Linked DNA regions of Triticum aestivum: region 2 is linked to region 1. The links are chromatin contacts, called in public Hi-C maps. All regions are on one chromosome and are shown on one strand. The core of a region is the stretch at or near the end of the contact, and the rest is flanking DNA. Distances in the headings are between cores, read along the strand shown.

Region 1 (3,026 bases), core at 202-2,701:
TCCTGCCAACATGATTGGGTCCCACTACACCATTGTTTGTTCTCATGATTAACATGTGCATTCCTAGATGTTACTATTACTTTCTCCTCCCATTCTTTTATCCCAGCCGAGATAATGTGGGACACCCACACGTGTTTAATGGTTTAACCTTTTTCATCAAGGTGGGAAGCTCTGGAAATGGTGTATTTGTTTGTTTTTACAGTAGTACATAGATGTGATAGTATGTAGATATTTTTTGAAGATAAACATAACACAAATTTTTTAAAGGGTACATAATGTACTTTACCCAGATTTGAGAGAGTCCCATAGACCGGCTTTCAAGGACCAAGCTGTTGCAGACCGTCTGTTCGCTGCAATCAAAACATCATTAGATCATTAGTGCTTGTCAAGTACTTATTAGTTCAGCAAATAAACATTTATGCTTCATGAACAGGTCAATAAGGGTGACAGAACACATGACGAACAATGGCCTAACAGCAACTAGAAGATGACAAAATAACAAAGGCCTGCAAGTTCATTGGACATTAAAACATTTTAAGAGACAGTACAATCAGTGGCCCCCTAGCAAGTAGGATGATAATTTTTAAGCGCTAATCTACGGTGCCACTTTACCCACAAAATGTGCAAATAGCGTGGCTGGCATTTGGGGATGGGTACAGCAACGTGCGACATAGATCGATGGCGTCTTCCAAACATTAACAAGAATTTATTTTTTTAAGGAAAGCATTAACAAGAAAGAGGAAAGTGAAGTATCGGCAATATAGCATTGTTAGAAGCTATTTGTGGTGCCGTTTCCACATTCAGTTTGTCTAATCCACATTAACCACCACACCAGTTCGATATGAGTTATGGGCCAACAAAGAAAGGGCCATTCCTGATCTATCTCAGCATATTGCCGGCTTGACCCAGGTCCTTGTTAGCCTAACATTGGACTCATCTTTACACTTAAGTTTGCTTAGAGTGAATCGAGCCCCACGATCCTGCCTGAGAGTGCCCGCTGCAATGTAACTATGTGGAAGGGAAACAGTGTATGTACCTTGGTTCCGGCTATGGAAGAACCTCGGCGCCGGCACCGTGCCCCGCGCCTCCGACCGGCATGCCGTCGGGATGCAGACGCCGCATCTGCGAAGAAAAGGAGGAAAATCAGCAAGAAACAGGTAGAGAGGGGAGCTTGATTTGATTTGAGGTTGGGGCTACTTACATGGAGGACGGAGGAGTGACGGCGAAGGCGGCCACCATCTTCGCGGCCTGCTGATTCCGGCGGCAGCTCGCGCGCTTCCGGGGAACAGGGGCGGGGTGGTGGGGAGAGGGGAAGGGGGCTCACGCGCGCGGTATGCGGCTGCGTCGCTCGCGGCCAGTCGTCGCGTCGGGGCGGTGGATAAGGTCAGGTCAGGTCAGGCCAGGCGAGAGTGGGGGAGAACGGCAGCGAAGAGCGCCGCTTTCCGAGCCGTGTTTTGCCGAGCAAGTCCAGCGCCTGGCTGGTGTGAGCCCATTTGAGGTTTTTTTTTAGTATGTTCTGTTTTTTTCACGGCACAAAAAAACAAAAAATGTTAAGTTGTAAAAAGTTGCGACAAGTATTATGGAACGAAGGGAGTAAAAAAAATCTTGCAAATTCCCCAAAGTACACTAACAAAAAGGTCTGCGATTTTGAAAAAAATAGTGATCGTGAATTAAAAAAAAATCATATTTTCCCCCAAAGTTCACGAAATCACGAAAATGTTTGTAAGATTCAGAAAAACTTCAAAAAAAATTCATGGATAAAAAATATGTTCGTGAACTTTGAAAAAGCCTATGAATTCAAAAACAAACAACTTTTGAAAATGTGAACAGATTTTTGGAAAATATGAATAATTATTAAAATTTAACATTCTCTTGGAACTATGACAACTATTGAAATTTCAAACATATTTTTAAATGCGGTCATTTTTGAAATTTCAAGAATTTTACTAAAAGCGCGAACAAAAAATTGGAAAACATGAGCGCTTTTCAAATTTTCGAACAATTTTTTCAAATTTGTGAACTTTTGAAAAAAAGAAAATGAGAAGCAAAAAATAATAAATAATATTCCCTTTAATCCATCCATATTAACTGTCACTAATTTAGTACAACTCTGTACTAAATAAGAGACAATTAGTAACGGTCAAAGGGAGTATAAAACTGAAAAACCCAAAATAGAAAATAAAACCCAACCCAAAAGCTTCCAAAACCGGCAGGGAAGCTTTTGAAACCTTCCCAAAATAGGCTGGCTTGCTAGCCCGTGCAGCGTGATTAATGGGACAGACCGCTATGAGCGTGCGTAGGTAATCATATGCTTTGCTAGCGATACACAACATTTGTGCACACACAAACGTGTTTCTGGTATGACGCTTGGGAGCTCCTATTCCCTAATCCGTGCAGGGGTAGCGGGCAAACGCGCACCCCCCCACCAAACCCCACGCGCGGGCGGGAGAGACCCTATTTTCCCTTTCGTTTCTATAAATGTTTAGAATTTGAAAAAATGTTCGTGAATTCAGAAATATTCGTAAAACTAAAAATAAATCTTGGATTACAAAAAATGTTTAATTTGAAAAAATGTTTTTTATGGAGTTTACAAAAATTGTAAGATTTCCAAAAATGTTTACAATTTGATAAAATTTCAAATCTCAAAAAATATTCACCAATTTGAAAATTTTCCCTCGATGTAAAAAATCTTCATGAATTTAAAAATGTAAATGTATCTCCAAAAATGTTTCAAATTCTAAAAAACATGAATTTGAAATTTGTTCATGAATTTAGGACAATTCTTGAATATAAAAATGCTCTCAACAATTAAAACACAGGTCGGGATTTAAAAAAATGTAGCTGAATTTGATTTTTCATGAGTTTCAGAAATGTTTGTGTATTCAAAAATTATCAGGAATTTTAAAATTTCTAATTTTCAAACAAATATTTGCGGGATCAAAATCCTGAAGACAAAAAAATAGCAAAATTTTAAAAAGTGGAAAAGCAAAAAAACACGAATTTGCAAATCTACCAAAACTAGAAGA
Region 2 (3,026 bases), core at 259-2,758, 170 kb before region 1:
AATCTTGTGGAGTAGTGTGATGTCAACAGCACTTGTTGGTCGAAAAGCAAAGGTGGGGAGGAAGGCAAGATTGTTTCAGATAAAGCTAATATTATGTTGTTAGCTTCCAACTGCATTTTTAAGAATATTGCTCAAACAAGGCGATGTGAAGTGGTAAGCAGTTTAAACAAAGATCTATCATCAATGCTACTGTTATTCATTAAGTGATCAGATGCATGGGAATGGCAATACTATTGAGGGAAACAAGAATGGATGGGGCATTAACAAGATCATGAAAGGAAAAATAGGGAACAATGTGACATTAAGGCCACGTAGAAGTCTGCTAGAGGTGTAAACAAATCATGGTTTCCATTCTTCGGCCAGCCAATAGGGATTCACGTGAGACTGGAGAGAGGTCTACTTAGATAAATGCAATTGCTTAGATCAACATTCTTCAAAAAATTATATAAATCAAGTTGGGAAACAGAAGCAGTCAGTTTAATTCTCTACTGTGACGACTGGAGAACACGGCCAGAGGAAGCTCTGCCAAGCCCGAAGTACCACTTCTCCCACCTCAAAGACCCAATCAGATGACATTTACCTCATTGCAAAGGAGCTCACTGTGCTATACTATTTTCTAAACTAGCCTTACATTCAAATGACGCAAAACCCGAGCTGTACCATCAGTTCGACAGGGCAAATGGGGCTACCATACAGTACCAACCAAATCAGAAATTCAGTACAAGTCTAGCACATTGCAATCCAATTCTGTCAAGCATAACAGCAGCGCAGCAGCATCAGAAAAGTCTCCAGTGATCTGCAACGCACTAACAATCAACATGACAATCCAGCTACGGATAAATGCGCAAATTCACACCAGACACTCCCAATTTTTAACACCCCCCCCCCCCCCCAAAAAACCTCTATCCAACAATAAAAGGGAACTATTCAAACTTAACACCAGACCAAACCCTAGAATTTCGTCTCAGAGCCAAGCACCCAGAAACCCAAGAGGGGCCGCCGGCAGAAGATGCAGGAGGCATGGGATCAGATCCGCACCTAGTTGGCGGCGGGCTTGTCGACGAGCTTCTTGTCACGGCGCTCCATGGCGACGTCCCACATGTCGTTCCCGATGTGCTTCGGCTGCATCCAACGAACCACACGCCCGCGTCAGAACGAGAAGAGAGAGAGACTCGGATCGGGATTCGGGGGAGAGAGAGAAATGGGGAAAGGGAGCGGTACCCTGCCGTGCGCGGCCCTGTGGATGTAGTACTGGCCGTTGCCCATGATGCAGAGGAAGCCGCCGATGATGCCCAGCGGCAGCATGGCCTCCAGCCAGTGGAACCGGAACCTCGCCATCGGGGGCCGTACGGGGAGACGACGGACGGATCGGGGACGGCGACGAGGAGCAGATTCGCGAGCTATCTAGCGGTTGCGGGTGGGGAACTGAGGTCGCGACGGCGAACGGGCGGCTCTGGACTTGGTCTGTGAGTGGAGAACGTTGGGCCAGTTGCGTGGGCCGGGCTTTCCGGCTTCGGCGAACCAGAAATTGGATCCTTGACCGAGTTTTTTTTTTTACGAAAACGGGTAAGGGTTTCTTTTTTGCGAATGAAAATGGGTCAGGGTTTTCTTCAGTTGAAAATGGGTCAGGGTTTCCTTCAGTTGGAAATGGGTTGGGGCTAATGGCGTCATAGAGGGAAATATGAATGTGTTTTCCGCTAAAAAAATCTAAATATTTTAATAATTTCACACTAAAAGCTATGAAAATAATCATACAAGAGGATCTAAATGCCCTTATATTAGTTTACGGAGGAAATACAATTTTATGCAAAATGTTGTTGGCCACTCCGTAGAATGTCAACTGGAGTTGGGCAGTGCGGTGGTCGTGCTCATCAGCTCATGGAATCCCGGAAGGGTTGCAAGTTGGAACTTGGAACCACTCCACTACTCCAGCGTTCTTTTACACTAAACAGGATCATGGAAAAGGAGGAGGGGTGATACTGTGGGTGACAAGGGCTCCTGGATCCGTGCCGAAAGCCCCCAAAATATTGCTGCTTTGCACGAAGCAAGAGCGAGCATGGAAAGCTAGACCGGGCGGGGACGTGCGAGACGGATGGAGATGGCGCTTTTGTCTCGGGCCGGGAGCCCTTTCCCCACCGCCACCGGGCTGTGACAACAAGGTGCGTGGGCGTATCTTCCGTATGCCCTCGCGGGATCCTGTAGTAGTAGTTTCTTTTTCTGCTTATTTTCTTTTCCCATCGTAGTAGTACGAGGCTGACCGCCCACACCACAATTTACACATCAGAGTGTTTGTCCCTCCCTGAAAGGATAGCGTACTACTACTGCTCCAACACGTAAACTATTTTGTCAATGTCTCCTCTCGGGGGCTGCAAAGCTGCGCCGTTTCCAACGATGCAACGCGCCGACGCCATACTCACTCTCCAGCTTTGCTGTACTCCTCAACACGTAAACTGTCTCGTCGATGTTTCTATAAAACGTAGGTCTGGGAAACTGCTCGACACGTTAAACAGGGTGTGGCTACCTCATTATATAAAGGTATCAAGGGTACAATACAATGTTAAAATACGTGTACAGAGGCTACGTATATACAGTCTAACACCCTCCCTCAATCTTAACTATGGCCTGAAGTACAAAGCAAGTTAAGATTGCGCCTACAGCCTACAAACTGTGGTTGTGGAAGAGGCTTTGTGAAGATGTCAGCAAGTTGATCCTTCGACGAGATGAACTTGATACAAAGTAGTTTCTGTGCAACACGTTCCCGAACAAAATGATAGTCAACCTCAATGTGCTTTGTCCAAACATGAAACACCGGATTAGATGATAGATATGTAGCACCGATGTTGTCACACCACAGAAATGGAGGGCGAGCTTGAGGGACTCTCAACTCTCTCAATAAGGATTGTACCCATATGATCTCAGCAGTCGCATCAGCAACTGCTTTGTACTCAGCTTCAGTACTACTGCGAGACATTGTTGCTTACTTGCGAGCATTCCAGGCGATCAAGTTAGGACCCAGAAATACCGCA

The links. Hi-C and Micro-C count contacts between places; a contact is called where the count stands out from the background.
Region 2: a contact with region 1 is called in a Hi-C map of leaf, with 4 times the contacts expected there. The contact joins the promoter of LOC123137180 here to the promoter of LOC123137124 in region 1. A contact is called at or near these places in 2 of 5 Hi-C or Micro-C datasets (both in leaf).

Annotation. Positions count from the first base shown.
Region 1 is chr1B:543,192,347-543,195,372 of IWGSC CS RefSeq v2.1, reverse strand. It overlaps LOC123137124 (serotonin N-acetyltransferase 1, chloroplastic), which reads right to left and starts at 1,451. Exons shown (of 8, transcript XR_006467767.1): 1 at 1,202-1,451; 2 at 1,037-1,122; 3 at 287-350.
Region 2 is chr1B:543,358,782-543,361,807 of IWGSC CS RefSeq v2.1, reverse strand. It overlaps LOC123137180 (NADH dehydrogenase [ubiquinone] 1 alpha subcomplex subunit 1), which reads right to left and starts at 1,508. Exons shown (of 3, transcript XM_044556812.1): 1 at 1,222-1,508; 2 at 1,039-1,122. The coding sequence starts at 1,338. The coding sequence ends at 1,039.